3 separate regions of the Mus musculus genome follow, and regions 2 and 3 are each linked to region 1. A link is a contact called in public promoter capture Hi-C data. All regions are on one chromosome and are shown on one strand. The core of a region is the stretch at or near the end of the contact, and the rest is flanking DNA. Distances in the headings are between cores, read along the strand shown. Region 1 overlaps Gm36620 (a long non-coding RNA gene). Region 2 overlaps Gm30184 (a long non-coding RNA gene). Region 3 overlaps Intu (inturned planar cell polarity protein).

Region 1 (2,700 bases), core at 30-2,529:
GCCACACAACCAAGAAATATTTTTTAAAGCTTTAATGAGGTATTTTGGCATTGTACAGTTAATTATTTAGATGATTTCAAAAAGTACTGACCTTCCAATAAAAATATTTAAATAATATTTTATACCCACTTGGTTTTGTGATTCTTAAACAGATAGAAATTCCTCTATGCGGGGAAGTCCCCTCAATCCCCACCAGCAAGCCCAACTGCTACAGAAAACTGTTAAAATGAAAAATCACTCAAATTGGGTTTCCAGGTTGGAGGAAAGACACCACCAGAGAGCCAGTCTGAGATTAGCAAATGAAAAAAAGTGTGTTGTAGAAAGAAGGCCAGGAACACAGTGTGGGGTGGTGCTGTGTCCATTCTCCCTTCAGTGCTATCAGGGTGGCCTCGGGATACCTGAGGTAGGGTATCAGACTTAAAAGGCCACTGCCCTGTGTTCACAGGGCTGAAGATCGCAGTGGCCTAAAACTGTCCCTGCTCCATGTCAAGAGTGTCTCATCCACAGCCAGAGAAAACACAATTCATTAAAACACTGTGGCGCATGCCTTTAATCCTAGCACTTGGGAGGCAGAGGCAGGCGGATTTCTGAGTTCGAGCCCAGCCTGGTCTACAGGGTGAGTTTCAGGACAGCCGGGGCTATACAGAGAAACCCTGTCTCAAAAAACATACATACATACATACATACATACATACATACATACATACATACATACATACACTGTCCCTGAGTGTATCTGCCTGATAGAAAGTCCACTGTTCTCCAAGCCCTCCTCTGAGGTGAGGCCCGCCATTACCCAGCCCTTCATTTGCCAAGGGTTCACCCACAATCGCCAGGATGTTCTGAGACACAGGGAAGCGGCAGGGTGGAGAGGATGCTCTAAGAAGGGGCTAAGTGGATATCAGTAATATAAAATCCAGTCTCATTTTGGGCTGGACTCCCATGGCTGCATGGGATGACAGAGGAAGGCTGGGGACAGCCAGAGACAGAGAAGGCCAGTCAGCTGCAGGATCCAAGGAAGCAACCCTAGGCACCAGCAAGAGCCTCAACCACCTTCCTTCCCTCCACAAGGAGCGACAGCAATTAGGAAATATTACTTGGGCTTGCAGGCTTCTGTCCTGGCCCAGTGAACCCACAGAGACGTCCCCACAAATTACTGGAAACTGCACTTTGAACTCAGGCTTTGGCAAGGAGCCCAGGCAAACAGAAATGTAGAAGTTCCCTTCCTCTGAGGCCCCCTGCACCAGGGTGTCCCACAGACAGGCCAGAGCCCATGGCAACAGGTTGGAATGAGGCCACACCAGTCAGGAAAACAAGCCTGAACCGGCGTCATTTCCTACTGCCTCTGCTATTTCTGTACAAGTGTTTTTTTTGTTTTGTTTTGTTGTGTTTTGTGTTTTGTTTTGTTTTGTTTTGTTTTGTTTTGTTTTGTTTGCTTCTTCTCCCTCATTTCGTTGTACTGGATGACACTCGCAGGTCCCATCAAGGGAAACACTGCCACCATTTTCAGAAAACACTTGTTTGCTCCCGAACACAACTCTAACAGCTACACCAGTAAGTAGTGTCCAGGGTTGGGTGCACCAGTAGCAAGGACAGAAATGGGCCTGGCAAAGGCTTAGCAACTGCCAAGAACCCCGAAGACAAGCTTGTAAACTCTGCCACTGACAGGGTTACAGAGGTTTTTCTGCCCACCAGACTTCTCCACATGCTGTTAAAACAAATCAGCAATAACCAGCCCAGAATGAGCCACCTCAGCAACACAGGTCTCAAACCTGTTCCTGCTTCTTCTTCTTCAGAAGAAGCAATCAGATGCTGCTGTTATGTGTCACCCTAAGAACAGAACCATTTGGACAAACAAAACAACCAAGGCAGGACAAACCTAAGAGGCCAAAGCCAGACAGATAAAGCTAAGGGTTACACAGCTGGAGCAGCAGGGCCCCTTCCAGCTTCAGGGCTTCGAGGCAACTTCCCCAGGGATGCCAAGACCTGTGTCAGGAGAGGAAACAGACTGTTCAAAGTAGGGTTCTGCCAGACCGAGCATTCCTTCAAGACTGACTGGAAAGCCAGCAAGACCTCACTCACCTTAACCCTTCTCTCACATGCCACTCTACCCTATGTCTGTACTGCTTCATGCACAACATGTGGCCAGAGGAGTGACCACTTACCATATCGCTGTAAAGAAAAATATCCAGAGGGTATCTTTTTAAGCTCCACGTTTCCTCTAGAGACACAGTGTTTCCTAGAACTGCTCACTCCATCCCTCAGCCCACAGCTTCCTCTTTTCCCCACTCGTTGACCTGCGACTCACCCAGTTCTATAATAATTAACAGTTGATGAACAGCACACAATTCATACAGGTCTGTGTTTAACAAAGTGGAAGATGGTCCTGCCTGTGTGTCCATGAGGGTGAAGCCTGAGGGTCAGTCTTGAGTGTCACTTGTCAGGAGCCCTCCTGTTGTTGAGCCATGGTCTATCATTGGGCTGGGGTCACCATCTTAGCAAGGCTGGCCTGCAGTGAGCCACATGGCTATCCCCTGCCTCTCTCTCCTTAGCATTGAGACTACAAGTGCCCCACTGTACCTGCCTTTCTTTCTTTTTGGGGGGGGGGGGTGGGGTTGAGACAGGGTTTCTCTGTGTAGCCCTGGCTGTCCTGGAACTCACTTTGTAGACCAGGCTAGCCTAGAACTCAGAAATCTGCCT
Region 2 (2,700 bases), core at 21-2,520, 2.7 Mb before region 1:
ACTCCTCTTCATGGCACAGCAATTGCAGCTAACACGGTTGACCACTGGACTGCCAACGCACAGGGCAGGCTGAGCAGACCACATGAGTTATCTCTCATAGATTGAGGCCTTCAACACAAATTCTTAAGATTTTTCCTTTAGACTCACAACAATATGCTTGCTTTGCCTCCCAAGCTCTGGGATTAAAATGTGCCACCGCATGTCTTGTTTCTCTTGTAAAAAAAAAAAAAAACCAAACAAACCCATTACTTTGTTTATGAGTAAGCCTGTGTGAATATATGCAACATATGTGAGTCCAGGGAAGCCAGAGAGGACACCAGTTTCCTTGGAGCTGGAGTTACAAGTGATTGTAAGCCACCTGATGTGAGAGGAATCAAATTCAGGTCCTCTGCTATGGCATTGTCGCTCCTACTGCTAAGCCATGTTGTTGGCCCCTGTTGCTCATCGAGAATCCACAGAAGAGATTATAGAAATGGAAATGCATGACGAGGTGTTGTGAGAACGTTAAATTCTAGTACTTCCAACCCTGTGAAAGCAGTATTTCCTTGAAGCCACTCTACCTTATGGTCCCTGAGGAGAGGAGAACCAATGTCTTGGGGAGAAGATGGATGTATACAAAGCTAAGAAAGGCCACATGCATGCAAAGGCAGGGCCAGAGAGGTGGTTGCTCACAGCCCAGTGTCTGGCCTTCTTGCCTCTTTTTGGGGTAAATCTTAGTAGGTCTGAGAGGCGATTCAAAGCTAGGAGTCCGGGGAATCACTCAGGGAAACAGCTTCATGTCTAGATGGGACATGAAGACAACAGTCCCATGTCTGTTCAGGTATGAGGCTGTCTCAGGAGCTAGAGGACTGTTCATGGACAGGCCCAGAGAGTCATGGGACATTTACTGAGTAAATCAAGGAGGACGGTACTAGGGATGGAGCTAGGATTGTGTGTCAGCCTGAGCAGGGTCTGGCCTAGAAGCTGTTTCTTGAACTTCCTGGACCCATGTGGGTAAGGAAGTCCAGTGTGTCCCCATGGCCATGGTGGAGTGCCCTGGGCAGAGACCAACACTGTCTTCACAGTTAATCACATATTGTGCTCGAGCGACTGCTCAGTCAGGAGTCACTGACCTGGGAGTGTGTGCATTGGGAGAAAAGGACTGACTCCCACGAATGGTTTTCTTTTTGCTTCTACTTTCAATGAGTGCAGATGCCACACCACAGTATCTCAGGGGCAGGAAGGAGCCGAGTAGTTAGGAGCTGTGTGAACGTGTACCTTTTAGCATCACAAGGCATAATTGGTACTAAGACAAATCTAACAAAAGGAACCTTGATGGGGGCGGGGCGCGGGGAGGTACCTTTGTTTGTCCTTGGTGACTTTTCTTCCTAGAAACACCCAAGCCTACCACAGATTTAGGTCTATGCTGAGCATACAATTTCCTGTTCTAAATGTTTGTGCGCCTTCTTTTTTTCTGAGTATTTCCACAGTTTTTCAAACTGCCACAGTTTTTCAAAACAGCCATGACTTGCTTGTACTCTTCCCCCTCCCCCTTCCTGTCCTGAGTACTTCTCCTGGCCTCTTTATGGCTGCAACTGTCTCCTTTATGCCTCTCCTGGGGGCGTCGGGCTTCCTCTTCTCAGTCAAGCTTGTATTTGGGGAAGCTTTTGAGAAATGCAGCCTCCACTCAGACCTCGGGATGTTGCTGCCTACACGCTGTTTCATTTATGAATGCCTGTCTGCTCCAGGAACTGAAGTGGATTAGGAAGTAGTAGGCAGACTGCCTTGAAATTCCATGTCAACATAAGTACTAATTAGAGAGAAGTTTTCCAGAGAGTAATGCTGTAACAAACCTTGTATTCAAGGAAGTTGAGGCAAACTGAAAATCTTAAAGTTCAGATGAGAAAGGATACTTAAGCTTTCTGAATCAGTCACTCCGGGCAGACAGCGTTGCTAACAAGGGCTGTGATAATCCAAGATGAAATAGTCACCAGGAAGAAGTCTTTGTAATATCTCTCTCTCTCTCTCTCTCTCTCTCATCTCTCTCTCTCTCTCTCTCTCTCTCTCTCTCTCTCTCTCTATATATATATATATATATATATATATATATATATACATATACATATGTACATGTGCATGTGTGTACAGACATGTCACTGTGTGTAAACACATATGCATATGATTATGTGTGTGCATGTGAAGATTAGGTATCAAGGTGGGTGTCTAAGTAGGAGACAAGGAAACTTTATTTTAAAACCAAATCATTTGAAAAATATATCAAAGGCTTGACATAGCAAACAGAATCAGACATGTGTATTCTTGTTTCAAGTAATAATCTAAATGCCATGCTGGGACAGCAACACTGCACTACAAAGCCCCAGGCCACAATGGCATTTGGTAAGGAGTGGGCCTGTCTCGCTCTGTAATGGTCCTAGCTTACTTTGGCCCAAATCGCTTACTTTTAAGCTTCCTTTCTGCTAGCGATTACCTCTACAGGACTCTGTGAATTTGGGGGCTGAGTAATACCAGGCTTGGACTTTTATCCTGGAAAATCTATGTTTTCCCAAGTCCAGTGCTTCTCCACAGTTCCTGTTTTCTCTTTACTCTCAGCTACTGAAAGGCGAGTGACAATCAGGACCCCTGCTTTTCATGGAGATGTGTCACTTTGCCACAGAAGTCAGTGAAGGAAGCCGGTTCCCCCACACAGTGTGACACTCTCCG
Region 3 (2,731 bases), core at 118-2,617, 3.0 Mb before region 1:
GCTTGGTGTAAAAGATATCTTTTACGCCATATATTTATAAAGGTGGGTCACACAATACATTTATCTAATAAAATGCTCTTAAAATGAGCTCTCCACATCTTTGATGAATAAGTTATACATGTTTGGCATCTTTTAAAGTAAAAAACCCTGTTATTTATACATGTGGATTTGTATAAGCTATTACACTTGAAAGTTTTTTTTTTTACTGGGCATAATGTCAAAACAATGTATGCATTTTAAAAATCTGGTATGGCAGTAATGAAATGACCTCAAATTTTGCAGTTAACTGCTAAATGGAACCCTGGGGTTTTTGAAGGGAGTTCAGCTTATCATAGAAGGCCAGATTCACATTTATTTGTTTAAAAGTGTTTTAACTATTAAAAAGTAAACACTCACACATGGAAATATTGAATATCAAAATCTAACATGTTAGGTTTTCAGAGCACTATTTTAATAAGTTATCATACTTTTGCCCTAACTTCAGATAAAAAGCACTTCTTGGCAAGTACTATTGCATATAGGAACACACCTGCACTTAGGAAATATTTCCATGACTAAGAAGCTGGTGGCCATGCACCCACTCTTCTTGTGTAAGTGAATTCTCATTCTACATGTTTCATTGCTTAAGTGCAACTAATATTGTTTTACCAGCTGGTCCCACACATGACATCAACATTAAACACCAGCCAAGAAGATTCTGGCTGATTAGGTAGCTAACCACAAAATAAACATGGAAGAAGATTTAGCTCAGTAAAGTGCCTTACAAACATGAGGACCAGAGTTCAAATCCCAGCACCCACGCAACAAAGTGGGCACGGTGGTGCACCTTTGCAACTCCAACTGTGGAGAGACAGAGGCAGGTGGAGCCCTGGCGCTCACTAGGAAGCCTACCTACCACGCTTAGTTAGCACCAGGCAGTGAGAGACCTTGTCTCAAAAGACAAGCTAGGCAGATCCTGAGGAATGACAATCAAGGTTAGCCTTTAGCTTCACATATCAGCATACACAAGTACACCTGCGTGTTCGCGCACACGCACACAAACTGATTATATAACACTTTATAAGTGTTATATAATGTATACATTCCTTCTTTGTTTAGGTCTTTTTTTTTTTTCCTTTAACCTCAGAATTCCTTTTTCAGTGTAAGCTGGAGTTGGATCTGTTTGCTCAGGACCAGATTTTAGGACCTGTATTCTGAGAGTGAGACACCCAGGGAGAAGAAGTCAGTGCAATGTGTTCTATGGAACCACAGAAGAGCAGTGAGTGAGGAAAGCAGGATAAGCAGAGAGCAGCTGAGCTGGGCTGCACTTGCCACAGAGCTCTTGCATGCACCAGCTGGAAGCAGGAAGTAGGGATGGTCTCGCCCAGTTGTCTTGAGTTTGGGCAAACGGCCAGGCCTTTGTTCTCTAGAAGTGAGCATTCTCAACTGTAAGGCATTAGCAGATATCACTTCCAGGAACAGGATTAAGGATAAGATAACCAGGCATCTACTAGAGTGTGAAATTAGTCTTGAAACTAATTTAAAAAGTAGACATCCAAAAATTATGTTATCTGTGGGAAAGAGGTAAAGAGTGACTCTCACATTTTAAAATACTCCTTTTGGTGTTTTCACTACACATTTCCTTAAATGTGTAGTGAAAGATTACAGAAACACTGTAGATATGACCTCATATCTGTGCTATATCATAATTACACGCGTTGAATCATCTCTGTACTTTCTCAAAGACAAGGCGTTTAAGTGAAAGGCATGCTAGAAGTTCCTTACTTCATTATGTCATAGACTTCCAACTCTTTTTCTGAAAGTTCTTTTTTCGAAGTTCCCAAATGAAACGGATTTGGAAGTGTTGACTTCTTTCTAGCAAGCTGGAAGATAAGTACGTCAGTTTATATCTAAGAATAGGATCACACAGCAGAAATGTTTCAAAAATTTAAAGCCTAAGAGCACTGCTTTTGTGCCGCTCCCTTTAAATATTTTCAGTGCAAATCTGCATCTCTTATTCTTTGCTAAGGAGGTTTCCAAGGTTAACCACAGTGAAACTCCCCACCAGTTCCATCATTGAACACACACACACACACACACACACACACACACACACACACACACGTACTTGTCTCTCTTGTGCTGTCTGAACTCCTCAAGGTCACATGGTCCGAGTCTTATTCAGGGCAGCTGATTAGAGTTTGGCTATACATAAATTACTTAAATCCTCCTGATCTCTGTCTCCTACTGACTTTACCAAGTGAGATAACAGGCTACAACTAGAATGCAAACATACGTGGAACAAACACATTCGGTTCTGGCTCCAACAGCATCCCACTGTTTTCGTACGGGAGAGGGGAGAGCTAGGCTTGTGCACGTCACAGCACTCAGAAGCATTGCAGCCCATTCAGACTCAGCCTTTTTTCTGCCTTGTCTAGCATCACCTCCATCCTCCTGACGGCAAGTTTCAAAACTGTGTGGAGAGACATCCGCAGCCTGGGAGTAAGTGCAACGCTCCCAAGGCTGGCGATGACTTTGACAAATGTGGAGGTATCTTATAGTGTGTGTGTGTGTGGGGGGGGAGGTCAAGGGAAGTCACAACCGCAAAGATAGACACTCTCTGCTTCACATTCACATCTTTAATGTTTGTGGTGTTCATAAATGCAGATTAAGAATCTTATTACAAATAGGCATCTCCTCTTCCCCATTCTGATCTGTTTCTGTTAAATGTCTTACTGACTACTGACACCGT

Evidence for each region. Promoter capture Hi-C pulls out the DNA fragments that hold promoters and counts their contacts. Capture Hi-C pulls out chosen DNA fragments and counts their contacts.
Region 2: a promoter capture Hi-C map of cranial neural crest shows a contact between it and region 1. The contact joins two enhancer-like sites. A contact is called at or near these places in 3 of 39 promoter capture datasets (cranial neural crest, hippocampal neurons and liver).
Region 3: a promoter capture Hi-C map of adipose tissue shows a contact between it and region 1. The contact joins two enhancer-like sites. A contact is called at or near these places in 1 of 39 promoter capture datasets (hippocampal neurons) and 1 of 9 other capture datasets (adipose tissue).

The regions. Positions count from the first base shown.
Region 1 is chr3:37,727,855-37,730,554 of GRCm38.p6, reverse strand. All of the region lies in intron 1 of Gm36620 (a long non-coding RNA gene), which reads right to left. Among named protein-coding and RNA genes, the nearest start is that of Gm5148, 4.8 kb to the right of the region's middle. Within about 2 kb of position 1,279, at least 96 of the 459 cell types and tissues checked have an H3K27ac peak or open chromatin away from gene starts, as enhancers often do. A contact at or near this core is called in adipose tissue, where this site is marked.
Region 2 is chr3:40,440,196-40,442,895 of GRCm38.p6, reverse strand. The region is part of intron 3 of Gm30184 (a long non-coding RNA gene); the gene reads left to right. Among named protein-coding and RNA genes, the nearest start is that of Gm30184, 12 kb to the left of the region's middle. Within about 2 kb of position 1,270, at least 20 of the 459 cell types and tissues checked have an H3K27ac peak or open chromatin away from gene starts, as enhancers often do.
Region 3 is chr3:40,693,292-40,696,022 of GRCm38.p6, reverse strand. It overlaps Intu (inturned planar cell polarity protein), which reads right to left. Exons shown (of 16, transcript NM_175515.5): 13 at 1,765-1,862. Among named protein-coding and RNA genes, the nearest start is that of Slc25a31, 14 kb to the left of the region's middle. Within about 2 kb of position 1,367, at least 51 of the 459 cell types and tissues checked have an H3K27ac peak or open chromatin away from gene starts, as enhancers often do. A contact at or near this core is called in adipose tissue, where this site is marked.